2 separate regions of the Rattus norvegicus genome follow, and region 1 is linked to region 2. Evidence: chromatin contacts called from public Hi-C data. All regions are on one chromosome and are shown on one strand. Each heading gives the region's core, a stretch centred on a gene start, on an enhancer-like site or on the middle of the called end of the contact. The rest is flanking DNA. Distances are from core to core; before and after follow the strand shown. Region 1 holds the start of Mettl8 (methyltransferase 8, tRNA N3-cytidine). Region 2 holds the start of Tlk1 (tousled-like kinase 1).

The links. A called contact is a pair of places that touch in the nucleus more often than the background predicts.
Region 1: a contact with region 2 is called in a Hi-C map of Schwann cells, with 4 times the contacts expected there. The contact joins the promoter of Mettl8 here to the promoter of Tlk1 in region 2. A contact is called at or near these places in 7 of 12 Hi-C or Micro-C datasets (the A7r5 cell line, Schwann cells, frontal cortex and 4 more) and 1 of 1 datasets of contacts at active chromatin or transcription factors (oligodendrocytes).

Annotation. Positions count from the first base shown.
Region 1 is chr3:76,269,930-76,276,411 of GRCr8, forward strand. Mettl8 (methyltransferase 8, tRNA N3-cytidine) reads right to left here and starts at 1,434. Exons shown (of 10, transcript NM_001399513.1): 1 at 1,217-1,434. Dcaf17 (DDB1 and CUL4 associated factor 17) reads left to right here and starts at 1,625. Exons shown (of 14, transcript NM_001398928.1): 1 at 1,625-1,963; 2 at 2,317-2,420; 3 at 5,792-5,882. The coding sequence starts at 1,838.
Region 2 is chr3:76,032,315-76,039,206 of GRCr8, forward strand. Tlk1 (tousled-like kinase 1) reads right to left here and starts at 2,745. Exons shown (of 20, transcript NM_001395018.1): 1 at 2,420-2,745. The coding sequence starts at 2,558. It also overlaps the pseudogene Fau-ps1.

The DNA.
Region 1 (6,482 bases), core at 184-2,683, 240 kb after region 2:
CAGGAGGATAAGCATTTAGATCTGGTAGAAACCTGAGGTGCTTTGATCCAAACCAAGAAAGAGGGCACAATTACAGTGGAGCAGCAGATGAGGGGGATGGCCACCGTGTCTGAGGGGTGGTCTGTGTCCAGCTGTTGAATAACTCACTGCTGGGACTTAACATGTGGAAGTGATGAATGAGCAGAGGGTACGATCACAACAGGCCCACTCCTTGCTATTGTTTTTGGTTTAATATTCAAGTATAGTGGCCTTTTAGAAGTCATGTGAAAAATAAGTCCAGAAACCAAAGCTCAGCCATGGTAGGAGAGCACAGAAAGACAAGAAAGAAATGATGAGTGCAATTCAGCAATGATTTGCATTTCGCTTCAGCCAAAGAAAATCCAGCTATATTTTTCTGGGTTCCAGCGTTTCCGTGACAGCTGCATTCATGAATGACCAAATTAACGATTGTAGAGCTTTCTAAAAATATGCAAAGCACTCACTCCACCCTATGCTATGAGCAGGTCATGAAATATTAGGGAAAAAAACTCCAACAAAACAACCAACCAACAAACAAACAAAAAAGCCAGATCCCGAAGGAAATGCATCAAGGGTAATAAGAGTTTTCCCTTTAAAGCAACGAAACTATACTAAACGGTTAAATTCTGACCCAGCAACTCATCTGGTCTTGTACTTCTCTGGCCATCAGAAAGCTGGTGTGATGACTGACTTGTTCTTTAAGCACTTAAGATCACAGAGAGGCATGCCAAGTCTATGTGGGAGCTGCAGACACCACACTAAAGGGGTTTTAAATGAGGTAACCGGTGGCATTTGGTATATGGTTACGGAAATTTTTAGTATGTTGGCAATCGTGAACACGCAGGCTGAGCTAGTTAACAGAGAATGTCATTTTTTACTTAAAGAAGTCAACCTGGATTATCTTAGGCAATCCAATAAGAATGCAAACATTTCATATTTTATTCCCTATAAGGGGGAAAAAAATGGAAGCAAGGAGGAAGAAAACAGCAATTACCACAAAACCAGTCAGCGTCCCCCGCTGGCCACACAAGGGCGGGCCTCTGGGAAAAAGAAATTCAATCCTACTTTGGTGGGAAAACCAGCGTCTTTCACCACTAATTACAACACACAAGCATAGTGTTTATACAACTAAATGTGTAAGTCAACCTCATCCACTACGTCCCATGTGAGGCTGATGAGGGAAAGCCACGGGGCATACCTTTGGAGGGTCCCACTGGACACAACGCCCCTCTGGACACGTGGCCAGAGCCTTGTAGAGTAAAGGTGGGGTTGGCAAGCGTCCCACCACCAGGGCAGAAAGGGACTGCTTCTTTGGTGCAGGACACACGGGAGAAGCTACACCACCAAGCGGCTGCACAGCGCCCCCAAGTCTCTCCAACTTAGCCGCGTACAGCCCGGAAGACTACCTTACCCACTGCGCAGCTCTACAGCGCAGCCTAATAAGGGCCCGGAGAGGCGGACTGGGGGCGGGGCGGGGCCCGAACCAGTCCTCGCTCTGCCTGACGGAAATTGTAGTTCTGAAAAAGCCAGGGGGCGGGGAAAAAGACCGTGGGAACTACATTTCCGGGAGAGGGAGTGGCTACGGCGGACTGCGTGTTGCAGCGGCAATCCCGTGAGCAGAAGGAAGGGCCCGGAAGGCGCCGTTGGTTCTGTTCCTTTGCTCCAAACCCTTGTGGTGCTACCTCTTGGTCTCTGTCCCGAGTGCCCAGTGCGGTGCTCCGGCGTCAGCCTTCCCTTGAGACTCGCAGGTGTGGCGGCTGCCACCCCTGGCGGAAGTGAGGGGCGCGCCCCTCCAGGGCCCTGCGGACCCCGAGCCTCCATGGGCCGGACCCGGAAGGCCAATGTGTGCCCCAGGCTGAGTCGCCGTGCTCTGGGCTTCTACACACGCGACGCGGGCGTGGTGCAGAGGACGAACCTGGGCATCCTGCGGGCGCTGGTGTGCCAGGTGACGCCCGCCGTAGTCGGGGTGCCCGGGGTCCAACCTCCTGCCGGGCAGCGGTTTTTTCGCGCTCTGATTCCCCTTTGAGGGTCATACATGGGGAGGGGCATCCGTATCCTGCAATTAGGGTGTTAGAAAATAGGTACTACTCATAGGTTCGCCGCCTGGCTCTAGTTTTAAAAAGCTTCTTTTGCCTTCTTGCAAACCATCTATTCAAAACATAGGTTACCAACACCTATGGGAGGGAGAAGAAAAAAACCAATGTACTTAAAAACTGTAGATTTAAACTACCCACCTAAAATGGTTCCATAGCAGGGGGCTGAGTTCTTTCCTAAACTGAAATTCTTTGTATCTTTCAGGAGAGTACTAAATTTAAGAATGTTTGGACAACTCATTCCAAGTCACCTATAGCCTATGAGAGAGGAAGAATATATTTTGACAATTACCGGTGCTGTGTCAGCAGGTAAATTCTTAGTGATGATTTTTTTTTTTTTGCCGTAATTCACCTGACCTGTAGTTTTTATAGAACCACGTGGCTTCTTTAGTGCTTAGTGAAATAGGAAGATGAAAAAAAAAAATGAGTCCATAATAAAACTAGGTGGACATGCATGTGATTTTAAAAACTCATTAAGTCTAAAGTTACCGGTTTCGTCTCTGTAAATACTTATTTCACACAAAATTATAGCACAGGGGAAATAATACGTTTCTCAGCACTATTTGCTGTTTTATACCGTATAAAGATCAGAGTCGAGAAAAGGGGTTGTGATATAATTAGATGCTGCTTAGGAGATGGGTATTTTGTTTTAGAAGTACTTATTTTTTTTTTCCAAGAGAAAAAAAAATCAGACCAAAGTATAGTATCTGCAGATAAATAGTTATTAAGTCAGCCTCCAGCCATTCAAGGTCAGGCCGAACAGAACGTCACAGTGAATTGATGCTTCCATGCCCGTTACCTAGATTAAGAAATTATGGAATTGCCTCCCTTTATCTTTCCCTTTGCATCTGTAGGAATTAAGGGCATTTTTCTGTATGTCAACCTTCAGGAGTATTCCTCAAGAGCCAACCACCTTGTTGGGATAGGTTCTCCTTTCACTGGACCGGGAAGTTAGGATGCCAGTAGATGGCCTGGCCAGCAAGCCCTGTGAATTTGCCTGTCCCCACCTCCACAGGTCTGGAATTACAAGTAGCAGGAATCATTAGGGGTAGGGACTCTAAACTCGGGTCCTCATTCTGGCAGGGCACCAGCTGAAGCTATCTCAGAAGTGATAAATAACATCTAAGTTCTTTTCTTGTTGGATCAGAAACTAGAAGTCAGAGACTGGTGATTTTTGAGGTTTGCCTTGACTCCAGTTGATATCTATTTTTTGTACTTTGGCAAATTGCCCAATCTACGACTTAGCCTTTAGTGCCAGTGAATCTACCCAAGTCCCTCCATTTGCCCTTGGCTATAACTTCAATGATTTACAGAGTGCACACATACTTGAGATTCTCTGTCTCTGTCTCTGCCTCTGTTGCAGATAAAGTCAATTTTATTGGAAAGAACTATAGGGGCTGTTTCGTGACCTGCTTCTTCAAGCCAACTCCATGGAATTGGTCACAGGTGTTGATGCAGGGACTCCCCTAATAGTAAAAGCTGAGCAGTTCAGGTGGAGGGAATACTCAGGCCAGGGAAGAAAGATATGGCCAATCTGGACCTTACAAAGAGAAGTGTAGTCATACCCAAGGTAGAGCCTCCATGGGAGCCCCGACTTTCAAATGTACTAACGTAGGACTCAGCCCCAACAAACACATGGCTGGAGCTAGATGAAAATGAGGTCACCCTTCCCATTTTCTGGAGCTTGCCTTCCGAGTCAGAGCTGTGGGGGAAGGATCCTAGAACTCTCTCATAACAGTTTAGAGCTGTGGTACCATCTTGTTGAGCTAGAAGAAAGATGGCAGCCACGACTGGTTCAAGCACCATGGACTTCCACTGTTCTTACTGAATTCCAGGAGGTTTTCTGGAATAAACACTTCTTCGTTTGCTTTTATGACAACAACCAAAGGCTTTAAGTGGTTATCCTTTAATCATTCCATCAGTTTCCCAGAAGGCAGTGTCTATAAGCCTCCAATTCTAGCAGTGGCAACCTGGACGTTCTCTCTTATGTTCCTGATGCCAAGCATCTGCCTTGCAGTGGTAACAGTGACTCTTTGTCACCATTTAATACCCAGTGCATTGCTTTCCCGAGTCAGAGACAGTTGTTTTGATTTTAAAAAGTTCAGTCAGAGAAAATGCTTTGATTAATGTCTCAGTGATAAATGATACAGGCGTTCTTCACCAGGCTGTTGAGGAGGGTTGCACCCACAGGTAGAATCGCAGGAGATTGCTTTCACTCCCGTGACATTCACTTTGATTTAAACCTTTGAGTTCCTGAGAGAATATCAGAGGTGAATAAAATGTCATCCTGGAAATTGTTTCTCTTCTCAGTAGTTGAACTTTAAAGTTCATCAGTTAAAAAGAAAAGAAGAGATCTATGACTGCATCTCAGTAGTTGTCAGAGTAGAGACTAGCTGGGGGTGTAGTAAGTGGCCGTGGCCTCAGCCCAGGGAAACTGAGGCAAGGAGGATTGCTTGGGGACAGCCAGGGCACCCATAGCAAGATTGTTTCAAAAGTAAGCATCAAGGATACAGTTTTCACTTTTTAGGTAAAGAGGGCATGAGTGTAGTTCTGGGGCAGGGCTGACAGAGCACCTGAAATGTTTCCCAAGCTAGCTTGAAGTTGCTGGAACATATGATGTTCAATGATAGTAGAAATAGACACATTTAATATTTATGGAAGGAATAAAGTAGACATAAAGAGTGTTTCTTTTTGTATTCACAAATGTTCATTCAAAACAATATGTCTTAGTCAGAGTTACTATTGCTGTTAGGAAATACCATGATCAAGTAAACCTGTGGAGAAAAGGGTTTTTTTTTGACTTATGCTTCCACATCACTATTCATCCCTGAAGAAAATCAGGACAGGAACTCAAACATGATATAGAAGAATGCTGCTTACTGACTTGCTCCCTCTGGCTTGCTCAACCTGCTCCATGTAGAACTCAGGACCAGCAACCTAGGGATGGCAACACCCACAATGGTACCCTCAGAGTCACTAATTAAGAAAATGCCTACAGGCTTTCCTACAGTATGATCTTTACAGACATTTTCTTACTTGAGGTTCCCTCTTCTCTGGTTAGCCTAGTGTGTGTGAAGTTGACATAAAACTAGCCAACACATAATGGGACCCTTTTTTAATCTATATATTATCCTTGAGAGCAACAGAATAAACTCAGTGAATTCAACAGACATTTACAGTAAATGTTTAAGGATTTAATTAAGAATTCAGTTTAATAGTATTTAATAAAGCAATTTCCAGGTAACTTTATTTACATAAGGAAAATCTGGAAGATGAACCAAATGTGTGTTTGTTTTAAGTGGTTATCATTTTTATTAATTTTACTTATGTGTGTGCATCTGTGCTTATATACATGTGTGAGAAAAGGTCCCTAGCCATTGGATGCCCTCAAACTGGAATTACAGAGCCTCGTAGGAACCAAACCTGAGTTCCTGAAGAGTAGCAAGTGCTCCTAACTGCCCAACCATCTCTTTTGATTTTTTTTTTTTACATTTTTTTCTTGTGTTTGTGTATCATGAATTTGTGATTTAAAAAAAAAAGGGCAGCTTAGGAAAACAATAGAAAGTTGGAATTTGGGACTATAAACATGTAAAAGAAATGTCTCAAATCTGAGCAAAGACCACCTCGGTTTAAAAGTAATAATAATAATAATAATGCCTTTTTTTTTCTTTTTCCCCCAGTGTTGCATCAGAGCCAAGAAAACTTTATGAAATGCCAAAATGTTCCAAATCAGAAAAAATTGAGGATGCTTTATTATGGGAATGCCCAGTGGTGAGATTTCTTTATAGAGCATTGGTTTTTAAAACTCCCCCAACACACACACACACACACACACACTCTCACACACACCCCCTTTTTTTTTTTTTTTCTGGAGCTGGGGACCGAATCCAGGGCCTTGCGCTTCCTAGGCAAGCGCTCTACCACTGAGCTAAATCCCCAACCCCTCACACCCCTTTTCTTTTTTTTTTTTTTTTTTTTTTTTTTTTTTTTTTTTTTTTTTTTATTAACTTGAGTATTTCTTATATACATTTCGAGTGTTATTCCCTTTCCCGGTTTCCGGGCAAACATCCCCCTCCCCCCTCCCCTTCCTTATGGGTGTTCCCCTCCCAACCCTCCCCCCATTGCCGCCCTCCCCCCATAGACTAGTTCACTTTTTTTTTTTTTTTTTTTTTTTTTTTTTTCGGAGCTGGGGAGCTGGGGACCGAACCCGGGGCCTTGCGCTTCCTAGGCAAGCGCTCTACCACTGAGCTAAATCCCCAACCCCTTCCCTTTTCTTGATTATTGCACACACACACCTTGTCTTGATTATTGCACACACATACACACACACACCTTATCTTGATTATTGCACACACACACACACACACACAC
Region 2 (6,892 bases), core at 1,495-3,994:
TCATATACATGAAATTTAAATTTTAAAGATAACTAACTGACAAAAGAGTTCATAAACATACATGTACCTAAACATCTTTGGAACTAAACATTTTTCTGTGATTGCAAGTTAATTTGGTTCAGGTTTTCAAGAAACAAAGCTTAGACTCTTCTTGACACAGTCACTCAATGCTGCCAATCAATTTCCATCAGCATTTCTTAGTCCTCACTAGTCCTCCCTTGAAGTCAGAAAGTTCCTAAACTTAAGTTTATGCAGCATATTAACACATATAGCTGCAAAAGATACTAAACTCCTGTAACAAAAGCTGGGACTCCACTCAATGATAAACATCTTCATCTTGATCCTTGGGGACTTCCAATAGATAATTCCTGTAGACAATGGTAAAATTTAAGAACATGGTGCCAAGCCTCAAAATGAATGGGGGTTGGGAGTTGGTTAAGAGTTTTAATTTGCATGGTTAGTAAAAAAGAAATGACCTTGTAATTATGAGGGCTGGGGTGTAGCCTTGTAGTACAGCACGCTGGCCCACTTTAAGGTTCTACAGGAAAGCAGAAAAGGAAGGAAAATTTGGTGTCAAGTGTAACTTTCACAAGAGCATATCCCATGGTTTCAAGTACTAACTAGGACTCACTATTTTAGGCTAACAACAAAAAACAAAACCCAATTTAAAAAAAAAAAAAAAACTGCTGAGGGAGGGGAGCAGGATTTCTGGTTATTTGGAAGTTTGAATTAAATTATTCAAACCACTCAGAATTTTTCCTCATCAGGGAGGGTGCAGAACAGCACACCTAGGATGGTAAAATTAGCTACGGGCTGACCTTCCTTAGAAACTCCATCTGAATTTGGTGGCTGCCAAATTCTCAGGACTGATAACAGAAGTCAACTGTTAAACCAACAACATGCACTCAGCAGATTATCACATACGGGTCCTGGCTCATAGTAATGGCTCAATAAACACTTGAGAAATCAATGAGGAATTATTTTTTTCAAAGGTATAGGACTCTAGAAACCAAGATAGTGTTTCGAAACTCACACTATCATTAGGCATCTTAATGAAACTACAAAGTGGAAACAGCTACAAGCACCAACTGCCCTATTTACAAAACGCACTTTAAACAATTTCCTTACAAATTTTCAAGTTTATACATGTACACAAACATAAATTTTCAAGCACAGAAGGAAAACTCGGATTAATTTAAGTCACTCAATAAATAAGCTCTTATCTTCCATTAATGAAAAATCAGTGTCAGGGTGAGATGAAAGGGGAAAATGTCTGTCAATGTATTCGGCATGTTTAATGGATGCCATAAATCAAATCTTCCCATGAATTTTCTAGAGCATATTCACGTCAATCTTTGAGCCTATTGTCACTTTCACACATGCTCACGGGAACAAAATGACAAAGAATGCTATGTCTCAACCACTGGATCCGGGCAAGAAATATTTGATTAGCAATTATCAAGGTTATGGATAATAAGTATAGACATATTTTCAAATTACAATAATCCTAATGACTCATAAATATAAGGTCTAAATTTCTTTACGAGATTTACTAGACTGCTGGACTTCCAAACGTTTTCTTCTCCTCTTTTTAAAGGTGCTGATAATCTCCTTGTGCGAGACAACCGGGAGCGAACAACCCATTTACCGATTGCTAACGAATTAAGCTACGCATTTTCCAGACAAAAGCGAGTTAGAAAAGATCCGATGCAAATTTATTCTTTCCTGGTAAACGAGTATTCTCCCACATTCCATTTTATGGAGTATACTTAAAGTTAAATGCAGCAAGTTCATTTTTTAGTCAAAAGCACTAGGTGCCTTACTGGCTGTGTGACTGCTACATCTGGTGGCAGAACACTTGCATGCAAGGAGCCAGAAAACTTAGAAAACAATTGTAACCGATCTCGGTGCGTGTTTTGCAGGAACCTTCAAGCAAGAATTTCCATAAAACCCCACCACCCCTGGCAGAGAGGAACACGAGCCTACTTGCACCCACGAGCATAACGTACAAACACGCAGGAGTCGATGGCGAAGGAAGGAAAGTTGCAACCATCTGGAGGGGTGGCACGAGCTGCCTTGCCCACGAGTCGGTCTGCCGTTGGGATCGCTCTAGGGGCCGCGCTGGGGATCCGAATCGGACCCGAGGCAGCCCGGAGCACGCTGGCGGCGGGCGAGGGGCATCCTACCGGTCCCGGCGGTCGGGCTTGCGGCGCGGGGACCGCCTCTATGGGAGGAGTGCGGACTAGGGGAGGGGGCTCGCGCGCCAAGGCTGCACCGCGAGGGCAATCCCATCCGAGCCCCAAGGCCGGGAGGCTCAGGGAGCAAGGGCAGGCCTCCCGCCCGCGAACCGCCATCCCCCACCCCAGCCCGGGGTCCGCGCGGGCCGAGGGAGCCCGCGGGAGGGCGCGGTGGCGCTTACCTTCCCTGGGCCTCCCGGATGGCGGCGTGTGATTCAGCAGGGACCTGGCCGCTGCCGCCGAGCCTGGGGTTGGAGACGTGGAGAGCCGGGACCAAGATGGCGGCCCCTCCAAACTTCCACTGCTACTTTGGACACTCATCAAGCTACTTTCTGGGAGCCCGACTCCCCCCCTGCGACGGCGGCGGCACCGGCACCCGCCTCCGTCATGGCGGGGGCCGCGCTGAGGGCGAGCGCGGGCGCGAGGGCTGGGAGGGGAGCGCCGCGCCGCCGAGGGAGCGCGCCGGGCGGAGGGCAGGCGGGGAGGGCAGCGCTGAGGGGAGGCAAGTGGCCGGGGCCGCGGGGCCGGGGCCGGAGCGCGGGCGGAGCGCGGACCGCGCCGACCGAGGCCACTTCCGCGGGCGGAACCTGCCGGCACCTCTGCAGTGCGTCGGGCCCCGGCGTCGCCCGGGCGGCGGCGGGCGGTGGGTAGCGGCTGAGGCGGCGGGGTAACCTCTGCATCAGTTACGGGCGGCGGCGGCGGCGGCGTCACGCGCCGCCAATGCAAACACTATCGCGAGGCTCCTGCGCCTCCGGTAGCGGCGGCGGCGGCGGCGGCGGCCGCGGGGCCGGCAGGGGGGAGGGGGAGGGCCCTGCCCGGGCGGGGCGAGGGCGGGGAGGGCGCGAGCGCGCAGGGAGGCGCGGGGAGACGAGTCGCGTGCGCGGGGCCGGCCGGAGGGAGGCGCGCCCCCGCTGCCACCTGCCTCCCCCTCGCCGCGGCGCGCCTGCTCCGAAGCGCGCCCCACACCCAGCCTGCCCGAGACGCCTCTGCTCTCGCCCGGCTCCGGAGTCTCAAAATGGAACTGAAAAGTTGAGAGTTGCCTCTTGCCCCTCAGAAGGAAAAAGGAAAAAAAAAAAAAAAAAAAAACCAAAAAAACAAAAAAACAAAAAAACCAACAACAGTGTGCACTTACAGGTCTGCAGAACAGGAGTCGTCACGGAATTTAGAAAAGAAAAAAAAAAAAAAACCCTAAGAAAATAAAACTTTCCTTAAAAACAATCTATCAAAGGAATTGAGAAATCCTACCGGTGGGGTAGCCCATGTGTATAGTAGAGCTGTTCTTTGTTTTCACAGAAGTGGAAAATCTAAATAGAAAATATTGACTACTGAATTCACATTTCAAAAAAAACTATAGTGTTCATCTTGAAGGTATGGTTTCTAGAAATTTCCAGTTTCTGGTGCCGCTGTTGAGTATTGACGTCGAATTTCCCAAACAAATTACAGTATTTGTTAAAATTTATAGATAGAGCGTAGCTTTCTGCACGCCCACGTACACACACCAGCGATTGGCCATCTTGTTCATAAAAGAACAGTCTAGTAGTCCAGGAAAAATACGGCAAGGTTATTGCTCTCTTTAAACAACCAAATTGAATAGAACACTGAAAAGATTATGCTATAGAGCAACTGTGCCGGCATAAGGAAATGACATGATTACCAGGGGAACAAAAATGTCATTTCTATTTTTTATTTTTATGACTTTGCATTTCTCATAGTAATGTTTTCTTCAGATAAACTATCATTAGAGCCTTGGTTGTCAGCTATGCCAGAAGTCACTGGAGTGTCCCTGTGCTTCAGATTCTTCTGTTCTCAGTCACATTCTGCTTTTGAAACCTAAGAACTGTCACACATTGAACAACGAACGTTATTGACAATGAATGGGCTCACTGTAAAGTGCGTGGCTTTGGGTCCCACGCTAGGGTGTACACAGCTCTGAAGCCCCCTGTACAATCAGTAGCAAACATCTATTGCCCACCCAGCTCCCGTCCACCTACCCCTTTGAGGTTCCTCCATGCTCTACCTCCATCCCCCTCAGAACCACACTTCTGCTTTCCATGCTACAGAGTAATTTGGATTTTCCTGAATTTTAGATGAAGCGTCCAGTGTTTATTCTGGATATAAAATGGTTTCCCTGGACATAATTATTTTAATAGCCATATGGTTGCATTCTCTTGTATGAATATATCACACCTTGTCCCTTAAACTATTGATAGACATTTGCATTCCCCCCCTTTTGCTATATTAGTTCCATGAACACTCATGTGCAAGCCTTTAGATGATGGATATACATCGTCCATCTCATGGTTGTGTACCTATGTATGACTTCATATGATATATACGGATACTGTTTGCTTGCTCTTCTGTATGCTGGAGATCAAGCCTAGTGCTTCATAGGAGCTAGGCAAGCCCTCTACCCCCCCCCCTCTTTCTTTTAAGAGTAAGCTCAGTTTGCAAGTCATATCATAAAGAGCACAGGGCAGGAAGGAAGTTACGAGAACTGACATTAATGTCAACAACTATTTAAAAAAATCCTTATTTCAACTTTCCCATCTATAGCAAAGAGGTTAGACTCCTCTCATTTCCAGGACTTTAGTTCAGAGTTCAATTCCTCATAAACTGTAAATAAATCCCAAGGCAGACAGGCAAGGTGGCCCAAGCCTTTAATCCCATCACTTGGTTGGCTGAGGCAAGAGGATTGCTTCGAGTGCTAGACTGGACTACAGACACCTTCCTGACAGCATTTTTTGCAGTCTGAGTTTCCTGTTGTTTTGCCCTTTTTAATGATGACTAGAGGCGCATGGCACATGCATAAGCGAGTTGCTTCAGTTACATTTTGCTTGTGGCTGCTGTGGAGAAGGACAATTACATATTCTGATCTTGCCTTCTTGTAGCTTAGGATGAAGAGAAAACTTAACCACCCTCTAAAGAAGCCTCTTCCAGTTATAAGGAGCTAAGCAGAAAACCGGGCTTAGCTTAAAAATGGAACTTCACGTATCGTCTGCACTCACACCTTCAAAAAAAAAAATGCCAAAGGGTAGTGACAGAATTTTCAGAGTATGCTATAGTAAGTAAAACGAGGATATGATTGCCATTTGTAAGATTGTACAAAAATAAATGACTAGAAGGATGTACCACAAAAAGACAATGACTAGGTTGTTTTGATGACAGTTATTGTTTCTACTTCTGTCCTTCCCCAAATTGTGCACAGCAAATGTATATTTTTTATATTCAGGAAAAGTTCGTTAAATAACATAAATAATTTAAGCATAAAATGTCTCTAGACAAAAATTATGTAAGTAGATAATTTTATAAGCTGTATACATGATACCCTAGCTGCTTGGTAGCTTGAAGAAGGAAGACCATGAGTCCAAGGCCTACTGGGTCATACAGTGTGGTGGTTTGAATATGCTTGGCCTAGGGCGTGGCACCATTAGGAGGTGTGGCCTCGTGGGAATAGGTGTGTCATTGTAGGCGTGGACTTTAATACCTTCTTCCTAGCTGCCTGAAAACCAATCTTCTAGCAGCCTTCAAATGAAAGAGTAGAACTCTCAGCTCCTCCTGCACCATGCCTGCCTGGATGCAGCCATGCTCCTGCCTTGATGATAATGGACTGAACCTCTGAACCTGTAAGCGAGCCCCAATTAAATGTTGTCCTTTATAAGAGTTGCCTTGGTCACGTGTCTGTTCACAGCAGTAAAACCCTAAGACATATATCAAGAATCTGTCTTGGGGGGTTGGGGATTTAGCTCAGTGGTAGAGCGCTTGCCTAGCACACGCAAGGCCCTGGGTTCGGTCCCCAGCTCTGAAAAAAAAAAAAAAAAAAAAAAAGAATCTGTCTTGGAAAAACGTGTCTGCATTTATGTGTGTATAATCACTTAAAATAAGTACAGAGTAATAGATTGCATGGTAGGAAAAATATGGAAATGATCAGAAGACTCCAACTTCCAACTGAAAGGGACCTTCAGTCTGCCACTGAGGACCTCAAGAACAAGGACACAATACGGGGAGAGCGTCTTTGGGCAACCTTCCCGACTGAAATATCCCTAGAAAGAAAGCTAAACACGGAAGTCAGCGTGGCAAGGAAGAGATGGCAGGAACTCCTCTAGAAAGAGCAGGGAAGAGATAGAAAAGGGTCCTGTGCCCGCGTTCTTCATTCTGAAGCCTCTAGAGGAGTATCTGGCCCAGGCCAAGTGTCCTGTCAATTTTGTGAAAAGAATGGGTTTATAAGGCTCAATAAAGAGGCGAGGGAACAAAGCAGAAGTCTCTGAAGGTCTCTTGAGGCAAGGTCAATACAGCAGGTAGAGACCTGAGCCCTCATCTATAGAGGGACTAGAATTTACAGCTACGGCTATTAGACTCTTTTACATTTGTCTTTGGAAGTAAAATTATTTTTAAAAAATCTAATATTATAGATGTAAAAAATGCATTTTGCGGTGACACGCAGCAGACGGTGAGGACGTGCGCCCCCCCACTTCTTCCTCTTCCTTGACTACTTCTTTGTGGGAGCAGCAGCGGAGTCCACAGGTTAGTAGCCAACATGCAGCTCTTTGTCCGCACCCAGGAACTAAACACCCTCGAGGTGACCAGCCAGGAGACAGTCGCCCAGATCAGAGCTCATGTGGCCGCGCTGGAAGTCATTGCCCCGAAGATCAAGTCCT